Regions from separate parts of the Danio rerio genome. Here region 2 is linked to region 1. A link is a contact called in public Micro-C data. All regions are on one chromosome and are shown on one strand. Each heading gives the region's core, a stretch centred on a gene start, on an enhancer-like site or on the middle of the called end of the contact. The rest is flanking DNA. Distances are from core to core; before and after follow the strand shown.

The links. A called contact is a pair of places that touch in the nucleus more often than the background predicts.
Region 2: a Micro-C map of caudal fin shows a contact between it and region 1, with 3 times the contacts expected there. The contact joins the enhancer-like site here to the promoter of LOC110439812 in region 1. A contact is called at or near these places in 3 of 18 Hi-C or Micro-C datasets (caudal fin and embryo).

What each region holds. Positions count from the first base shown.
Region 1 is chr5:26,201,280-26,206,499 of GRCz12tu, forward strand. LOC110439812 reads left to right here and starts at 2,280. Exons shown (of 20, transcript XM_073952170.1): 1 at 2,280-2,415; 2 at 2,495-2,604; 3 at 4,354-4,446; 4 at 4,524-4,646; 5 at 4,809-4,901; 6 at 5,054-5,114; 7 at 5,218-5,220. The coding sequence starts at 2,563. It overlaps kifl (kinesin family-like), which reads left to right. Exons shown (of 4, transcript NM_001423205.1): 3 at 157-345; 4 at 596-801. The coding sequence ends at 627.
Region 2 is chr5:26,325,356-26,330,504 of GRCz12tu, forward strand. No RefSeq gene overlaps it. Among named protein-coding and RNA genes, the nearest start is that of gda, 19 kb to the right of the region's middle. Within about 2 kb of position 2,801, at least 57 of the 62 cell types and tissues checked have an H3K27ac peak or open chromatin away from gene starts, as enhancers often do. A contact at or near this core is called in caudal fin, where this site is marked.

The sequences.
Region 1 (5,220 bases), core at 1,030-3,529:
TTAATTGAGCAAATTTTTTATTTTTTTTAATTTTTTTTATGCTAAGCAAATTTATTGTATGGGCATCCTGCCCTCAGTTGAACTGAGTTTATCCAATGAGTTTTTTTTGTGTGTGTATTTTAATGGTTTTATTAAAATGTGTTTTTTTCACTATAGGTGCCTGGGAGACCACTGACCTTTCTCAATATCAGGATGATCCAGCTGTTTCCACCCGTGTGGTACTTTCTCATCCCAATGTGTCATCAGAGGAGCTGCCAGGCAGTGTTCCTGACCTGAGAGAAGAGATTCAGCTGCGCAGACCATGCAACATTCATAACACACTCCTAGACCAGGATAAAAACAGACGTAAGTTTAACTTTCCTGTAACCTCCCAGAATCTAAACATAGCTTAAGCCCTAAATACTGTCAAATATTTGCATAACATTAAACTAAAACCTAATTGATAAAAATCAAAAGAACAGGATCGTTTCAACAATATCTAAACTTAGTCTGATTCATTTAAACCTTCATTTAAACTTAAACTAAATTCAACCTATAAAATGTGTTTATTAATTTACTTACATAGTTTTCTTTTTCTTTTTTTGTATCTTTTAAGCAAGCACAACTGGAACAAACGATTCAGCGTGATGTTTAAGCCAATGAAAATGTCGAGAAGGGACAATAAGTGATTGATCAAGAAGAAACAATAAGTGATTTTTGTATTTAAACAAACCCTATGTATAGCTAAACATAGCAAATGTGTTTTATCATGTACAGTCCTTTTTAAGCAGTGATAAAATGTTTTTTTCCGTGATATTGTGCAAATATTAAGATTAATAAAAAAGTAAGGATGAAACTTTTTACCTAATAAAGTTCATACAGTAATTACTTTGTGATAATCTTTCACTCAATTGAATGTTAACACCTTAAATTTAATGTAATAAAAAAACATGCAATAAAATTAAAAAACTAAAAACATTAATTTGTAAAATAAAATAACATATTAAAATCATATCATTAAAGCATGTTTAAAAAGGATAATTAATGTGTTTACAAACAATAGTGTTGTTTAATTGGTTGTACACTAAAGGTAAATTCCCAAATGGCCAACCTACAGTGTAAAAAATATAATTCAAGAGTTCATAATAGCTGATGATTGATTATAAAGTGTGTTTAGCATGCTGTCCCGGAAGAGAGCCCTGCATAAGATCCCTGAGCCCTGTGCTCCCTCTCATTTGCAAGGCAAGAGGGGAGTTTGAGCTCAGGTAGATCTCAAGAACTCCCCTGTTATTTGTAGCTAATGAACAATTAAGGATTGCTATGAATAGATAACTGCTTACTAGGAGCTTGTCTATGGTGCTGATTTGGATTAGTCAAATTGACTTAATTTGCATGTTTTGGGATGGTGGAAGGAAACCAGGGGACCCAGGGGAAACCCACATGAGCATGCAGAGAACACATAAACGCCGCACAGAAATGTCGACTGACTTGGTACTAGAATCATTGATGTTCTTACTGTGAGGCCATTCCACCCAGAAAGGAGGAGGAGTAGGGGTGGAAGGGGGTATTTTTCAAAATGAAGATGACTGTGATATGGAACTTAGGTTATTTATGGTGATCATCTGATCGGTGTATCATGAATTGGCTAATGTGGGACAAACCGTGATCAATCATAAGCACATGATCCTCTCAAAATTATTTTATAATTAAACTTCATGTGAATTAGCAGTTGTCTGTATATTGTTTTTCTTTTTTTCCTGTTTATTTATGCTTTTGAATTGCATTATGGGACTTTGATCGTTCAACCAACTACTTTTGACCTTCACAAGATAGAAAAAGTGACTTTTATTAACATTTTTAAGAGTTTAAAAGTGATTTGGGGTTGTATATTAAACTACAAAACAGTGTAATAAACTGCCATTACATTTTCTGTTCCTTCTCTATACATCATTTCTTGTGCATTATATTATTTCTAACTACTAAAATGTCAATAAAAGTCTCTTTGTTAAAAGGTAGAGTTAAATTTTCAACATCAAAAATCAACAGAGCAGAGATCAACATCCCATAATGCACAACCATAAATAAAAGGAAAACACAAAATGTGGAAACTTTTAATTTAGCAGATTTTTTTTTACAAGTAGTTAATTAACCTTATATTAAATCTAACACACTCTTATTGTTTAGCACACATCAGTGGTATGAAAAAGACCCGATTCATTCCACCATCTAGAAAAAGAGCTATTAAAAAAAAAAAAATGAAAAAAAAAATTCCTGGTTCCCAAAGAACCAGATGAGTGAAGTGTCACAGTAACTGCGTGTTAATATTTGAAGGTGCAGGTAAATGTGAGGTCTCATGGCTAAGGAAAGGTAGAGTCAAATGGAACGCATTCAGGCGCTGGATTGGAACAGACCGACCCCATGAAACAAAACGCAAAGGTAGGTTCTGCTGGTAGAGTTTCAGGATTTATAAACACAAACAGAAGTTGTTTCATTTTCATTCTATTTACCATCACAGTACCCAAGGTATCTTCAATAAGTGCAAGCAAAAGACATCCAGTAGATGAGAGTCCTGTGGATGTCAAGATGTTTATCCCATATGACTCCGCCAAGCTTTGCATAACTCAAGTATGTAGATATCACTCCTCATGCTTATGCAATATTTTTTTACTCTGGAGTAGAGTTTGGGAGTGTTCTGCATTAGTCACATGTCTGTCACTCCCTCTGTTGGCCTGGAGCCTCAGGGTGAAGTTAAATGTCTTGTCATGTGCTTTTTGGTTCTTCTGAGAGCAAGGCCTATTATGAAACAACTCAAAGCCACAATTCATACTGATTCTCTGATCAACTTTTATTTTCCCAAATATTTAATCTCCATCAAAAAGGCTTACTAGCCTAGTAATCAACACCAAAGCATACATTAAAGTGGTTGGATTTACCATATCATTTTGAATGTCATGCGCTCCAGAGGTTGCATGTTTATGGCCTCATCCCATAAGAAATATGATATTATGGTAATATATGCAAATTACATACCTATATGGCATATATACAGTTCATGTTTAGATTTCTCATATATAAAATATGTATGACCCACACAGAATCTGCACGTGCAGAAATCTGCAGATTCCACAGATTTTTAACCCCTCGTTGAGTCTATTTATTTACTTGTGTAAATGTGTGTACATTTTTATTAATTCAGTTTTTTAATTTGATTTCAGTAATATTATTGACTAAAAATGTTCATATGATTTATTTACAATACAGTTTGTAAAGTAATATTTTCGGTCTTGCAGTAGATATTATATAAGAGACTTGCTTTGTTTTTCCAAATAAGTGGTTCTAATGGGATTTGCATTGTAATCATTAAATAAAAGGTAAAAAGGTATTATTTTTTATGTCATATATCATTTTTTTATGTCATAGTTTTTAGTTAAGATACTCCCAAAATTATTCCACATAAATCCACAGATTTTTTACTAAATTCTCTACAGAAATAGCCAAAAATATTCACAGATTCTGTCTGCCCCAATTGGCCCAAAATATAAACATATATTTTTTTTTCAATCGTTGGAATTACTATGTACGTATATCTTCAGATATATTACCTCTAATATTTCTATATGTTCATATATGGCTATTTTTTCAGATTTCTGTATGGAATAAGTCATTAACTATGTGTAAACACAATAAAATTAGCTAACTAAAATTTACTGTTATTTTTTGTGAGAAACTAAACTTGATTCACTGCTTCGATAATGTCCATCATGGCGATGTTCTTACACATTCTTTGATTAAAAGTTAAAAGGACTTTCTAAAAGAAACTTTGCACCGTCATGCAACATATAGACAAATCCGTAAAAATGTGCTGAAACAGACAACAAAAAGCTGTAGCAGTAAGAAAAACGATTCTTACTGTAAAGACATGAATATATAAAATCAGACATCCTGAAACCATTTGAAATCCAATATTTCACTTTCATTTACATCCTATGCAACTACACTATAAAATATCGATATTTGTTTTCTGTCATACTTCAGTTAAACTTATTTGTTTGACTAATGCCAGTGATCACATGAAAGGTTTATTTGATTCAACAACAAAAAAATTAGGCAGCAAAAGTTTTTTTTTTTAAAACATTGTAGCAGGTTATGTGACTCCAGTGGCTGAACCTTCATTTTAAGAAGTTAGATTCATTTTTACACAAAAAATAACTGATTTTGTAGGCTTAAAAGTCTCAAAAGTGTTTTTTTTTTTTTTAATAAATTTTTTTTTAAGCATTAATAGTTAACTTCTTTGACAATTCTGGGTATGTACATGCAGAAACTGCTTCAATACTATGTATTTTGGTAAGGCTGTGAATATTACCATGCCAACAGATAACAAACGATATGATTGCCATGAAGAGCAGACATCAGGAGATGATTCAAGAACTGGAGGAGAACTTTCTCACTGCATCACGTGTTAATCAGGTGATAAACTTATTTTGAATCAGAAAGTATGCAGTGATTTTATGTAAACTTAAGTTTAATTATGTGTCTGTGTGTAGGATAAAACAGCTAATAAAATGAAGACGTTTTACCAAAATAAACTCAGTACTCTGAAGAGAGTCCTAGACATTTACCAGGAAAAGGTGGCCAGAAAAAATGCATACTGGGAAGAGAAAGTCAGGGTGAGTCATAAAGAGCTTTCTTGATTTTCCCACAATGCATTTAATCCTGGTTTCAAGCTCAGTCCTGAACCTAAAACATGATGTAATTATTAGTGTCCTGTATAGTATTACATTTGTATAATATATTGATTGTCTTGTATCATACTGTACTCCTGGAGTCAGACTCTGGAAGATCTGAATGAAAGACTTCAGATGCAACATACAATGCTTCAGGAAAGGAACCAAAATGACTTGGCTTCATGGGATAAAGAAAAGGTATCAAGTTATGGTATTAAATAAGCAACATAGCATATTGTGATATGCTACATATAGCATATATACATATATTGTGATATGCTACATATAGCATAGTGCTTTACATGATTACCTATTTAATTGGCTAAAAGCATCCATAAAAACCTTTCCAGAACAAGATGATGGAATTGTTCTCCTCTCGTTTGGATCTCCTTCACAATCACCAGGCATCAAGTAAGAGATCTAGAGGTTAATATTGTTAGATTTAAGAAGAAATTTGATTAAAAAGATATGCATTAATTATAGAGGAGGTTTGAGTAATCTCTCTCTTTACAAGCAC
Region 2 (5,149 bases), core at 1,551-4,050, 120 kb after region 1:
ACACCCTTTAAAAACTTGTGTGTCTGGGTGTGACTCACAAAGTAGCTTGTGTTCAGTCAGTCAGTCAAATGATATGGAGAAGCCGCATTATGACAGGTACAGTAACATCTTTGACTCATTCGGTGTTATATAAGGAGTCATCCGCCTTCATGTAGTGTATTTTGTGGTCAAAACTGTTTTTAATGACAGTGTTGGGTCTAAGTGTGTTACGTGTATGTATGCCAGTCACAAATATTTTAATTAGCTTGTGTATGGCAAGCCATATTCCCAAATAATCAGTCTTCATGACTTTTTGAAATTAAAAATTCCAATTCCAGTGGTTAAAATGGTAATACTAGGATGTAATTTTCACTTGCAATGTTAAATTTCCACTTGTTAAAAGGTATTTTCTTAATATCAACAATGGACATAATGACTCACATGTACACAATGTCAAAGCATTGCTAACTTGACATTAATGTTGTAGTCTCCGTCTTAATTAAATGTCACGCCAAGCATTGGATAAACCTCTGATGCATATGGCTCACTTTTTTGGAAACGCTTTTGCAAACCCTTAATCGTTCTCTAATTGGTTTAAATATACAGGATTTTCAGTTAGGTGTGCAGCAATCTTAACCAGTCTGCCTGGAAACAAGTCTGAGTGTATAAAAAAGCTGTGTTGTTTACACTGTTCTCATAATAAACATACATTTTAAGACATTCAAACTACTTAAATAATGTGTCAAAACAAGCAAACCAAACATACTTTTCTTTGACAAGCTTTAAAAACTATAATAACCTAAATGTACAACAGTCTTTCCAGGTCAGTGTCCTCACCACATATGGTCCACAAATACATGGAGAACTTACAAATGTTATTGTGAGGAACCATATTGTTAAATAGAGTTTTGTTCAGAGTTTTATTGAGATGTGTTGTTGGTGACTGCATGGGTGTTGGCTTGATTGGGGAGCTTTACATGGACATTGGAAAATTAAGATTGAAATCATTTGAAATTATTTAAGACTTAGAAATCAATATTTCAGCCAATTTAGGACTTTGGCGACAGCACAACGTACTGCGCTACCACCAAACTTTTGAAGACATTGTTAATGAACAAGTTATTTGAAATTGTGTCTCAGGTTGTTATTCTGAGGGCAATTCCACATCCACAAATGTAGCGCGGCATAAAATAAAAAAATGCTGTGGTTAAATAATTTCCATATTTTAAAGACAAGACATGGAACATATGAATTTCATGCAGTGCTTCTTGTCCGGTCTGAGATCTACTTTATATCATATATCAATCAGGCAGTGAAGATTATTGATTTTTAAAGAAACCTGATTGTAAAACTACAATAGTGTACAGGCCTGTAGCCAGGGGGTTTCAGGTGGTTCGGAACACCACCTTTCACTGACAAAGGCCAAAAATTTGTCCTTAACATATTCATTCATTCATTTTCTTTTCGCCTTAGTCCCTTTGTTATTCCGAGGTCGCCACAGCTAAATGAACCGCCAACTTATCCAGCACATGGTTTCACGCAGCGGATGCCCTTACACCTGCAACCCATCTCTGGGAAACATCCATACACACTCATTTACACTCATACACTAAGGACAATTTAGCCTACCCAATTCACCTGTACCACATGTCTTTGGACTGTGGGGGAAACCAGAGCGCCCAGAGGAAACCCACGCAAACGCAGGGAGAACATGCAAACTCCACACAGAAACGCCAACTGACACAGCTGAGGCTCGAACCAGCGACCTTCTTGCTGTGAGGCGACAGCATTACCTTCTGCGCCACTGCGTCACCCCTATACATACTCATTTGTCCTATTTTCACTTTTATGGCATCATATATAGTGAAAATAACCCATAGAAAAAATCATTAAGACCAAACGGAATCCTCTGTTGGCTGTCGCTTCATTGTGGCTAATCAGTTTTGGCCAATGCAAACAATTATTTCCAACAACCAGCTGCAAGAAAACATACAATCTGCATAAGTGAAGTCATCTTTCTCTACTGTGTTGTTTTTAAATGGAGGAAAAATTTTACAAGTAACTTTTATTCAAAATCTTGGAACCTAATGGTGGTTAAAGCACCATATTAAATCGAATTTAAATGGTATTTTGCCTATTATTGTTTAATCTAAATCTTTAGGAAATATCTTTGGTAGCTAGCTACATTAAAAAGTGTGGTTTTCATGGCCATCCCACAAGCTAATCCAGCTAAAATAGTGCTTAAAATGTAGTACTTACATTTCACAATTTAATAGAAAATGAGGTGAATAACTGCAGAAAGGTCCACTTTTTGAGAAAAAAAAATGACCCCTTTCACCAGGTTGGCTATGGCCTGGTGTATGTTCACCAGTGTTTGAGCTGGCTTTTTGAAAATTAAAAGTCTTTAAGCGTATACCTTATTATTTCCTCCGCTGGTTAAGCTTTGATATCAAAAATTTTGTTTCTGTTGACGATGGCATCGTTGTTTTTATATTTTAACTAGAGGAAATGTAATTCCTGATATCGAAACAGTCACTCTTACAAGTACTACTTCAGTTCTATATATCAAGATGATTAAGAAACTGAATTGTTGACGTCACAATTTCATATTCAGGGAATGAAATCGTCAACGCGGCTTGCCATACTCCTGTGGTCTAAACCAGGAAACTCCCAGCCAGACTGATCCAGCTCTGACTGATTCAGCACTTCTGACGGCAGGAAGTGGGCGGGGCTTGTGTGGGTTTTATGACGTCACAGCCTATGACACACACACACAGACCTGCCTCATTCACATGCTGCCGCCGCGTCTGTGTGCTAAGCCCCGCCCCCTCACATGTGCTTCACTCATGCCTGTTCTGTTCCTCTCGCTCAGTCTCATTCTCTCTCCCTACTGTGAGCCTCTTTGTCTTCCTCTCTCCCGTGTTTATACACTCTCTCCGTCTGCCTGCTCTCTGACAGCTGCACTTAATGCTGTTTGCTGGATGTCTGTATTTCAAGCCCTTGGGCTAGGGGTAAAAAAACAGAGAGTTTCGCTTGTCGCAGAAAGCTGCATTTTATTTACCACATATACCACATATTTACTGCTGTAAAACAGAATCACTGCGAATAACACTGAGGAACAACACTGCAAATTAAAATAACCTAATTGTGATTTATAGTCTGTTGTTGTTTGTCATAGTGAGAATATAATATAGTTAAGATTTATATGGAAGGGTATTGGTGCCAAAATCATTACAATAAGACATTTGATCACGTTAAGCGATGTCAAGCGAAGCAGCCAACAGAATTGCAGTATTTGTATTTAAGATCGTATTTTAATGTTATTGCTTTACTTTGATATATCAATGCTAACACTCACTCTTCTTTTTTTCATTTTTTTTTCATTAAACTTTGAAGATGCCTCAGTGGTTAGCACTGTCATCTCACAGCAAGAAGCTCACTGGTTCGAGTTCTGGCTGGGTCAGTTGGCATTCCCGTGTGGAGTTTGTATGTTCTCCCCTCGTATTGGGTTTCCTCCAGTTGCTCTGGTTTCCCTCGCGGTCCAAAGACATGTGGTAAATAACAAAATTGGCTGTAATGTATGTGTGTATATGAGTGTGTATAGATGTTTCCCAGTACTGGGTTGCAGCTGAAAGGGCATCCACTGTGTAAAACATATGCTGGAAAAGTTGGCGGTTCCTTCTGCTGTGGTGACCCCGGATGAATAAAGGGACTGAGCCAAAGGAAAATTACTGAATGAAGATTTGTATGGAAGGGCATTGGTGCCAAAAATCTTTACAATAAGTATGACATTTGATCGTGTCAATATGTCAAGTGAAACAGCCAATGAAATGGCAGTATTTAAGATCGTATTTTTAAATATTATTTGTATTGCTTTTACATTAATATATCAACACTAACAATCACTTTTCTATTTGTTTGTTTTTGTTTTTCATTCAACTTTGAGGACAGCATGGTGGCTCAGTGGTTAGCACTGTCGCCTCACAGCAAGAAGGTCGCTGTTTCTAGTCCCGGCTGGTACAGTTGGTATTTCTTTTTGGAGTTTGCATGTTCTCCCCATGTTCGCATGGTTTTCCTCTGGGTTCTCAGGTTTTCCTGACAGTCCAAAGACGTGTGTGTGTGTGTGTGTGAATGTTAGTGTATAGGTGTTTCCCAGTAATGTGTTGCAGCTGGAATCCATTGTGTAAAACATATGCTGGATAAGTTGGCGGTTCACTCTGCTGTGGCGACCCCTGATAAATAAAGGAACTAAGCTGAAGGAAAATCAGTGAATTAAACTTTGACCTATGAAATATGCTTAACCATAAATCTCTCTCTATGAAATTATGAAGAACACTAACAAGGTATCATCATATTATTTACATGTCCATGTTCTGTTATTGCTTCGAATCTCTTTGTAAAGCATAATAATGTCCTAAAACTGTCCCTCATAGGGTACATTCTGTTCTGAGAAGCAGTAAACATGTTTTCTGTAAAGAAACACCTAAAATGTTGAAGGCTCGGGAATTCTGTCTGAGGTTTGCCTGTTATGACAGCATAATTTGTTTACTAAGCAGTGTGTTCAGATATTCATTTCCAAACACAAAAGACCGACCAGCCAGACAGACAAAGAGCTCAGAACGAGAATGCTGGCAATGTGGTGCTACAAACTTTAAATGACACAGATACAACATGTTATAAATAATGCTGTAACTGTTCCAAATCATTAAGAAACAAAACAACACACTAGCAGTAAATTATATAAAAAGTACCATCACGCTTAGAGACATTTTAATTGATAATGTGTCAGATATGAGAACATTGGGACAAAATGAGTCAAATATGACTCACACTCACTAAATCGATTCAGATTTTATGGTTTTGTGTCTAAATCATTAGTGTGATTCATGTAAACGAGACATCATCACTGTAAGCCAGTAGACGGAAGTCAGAGTTGTTCAGTATAAAACAGTATCTAGCGCCTCCACGTGGTTAGAAACTAATTATTACCTCTTCAACTAAACAAATCACATAGAAATACATTTTACCAAAGACTCTGTAAATATTTATTTATTTTTATTTTGATAAACAGTTAAAGCCTGTAAAAACAGACTTTTTCAAAGTTAAAATATGGCTGGGTTAGTTGGCATTTCTGTGTGGAGTTTGCATGTTTTCCTCATGTTGGCGTGGG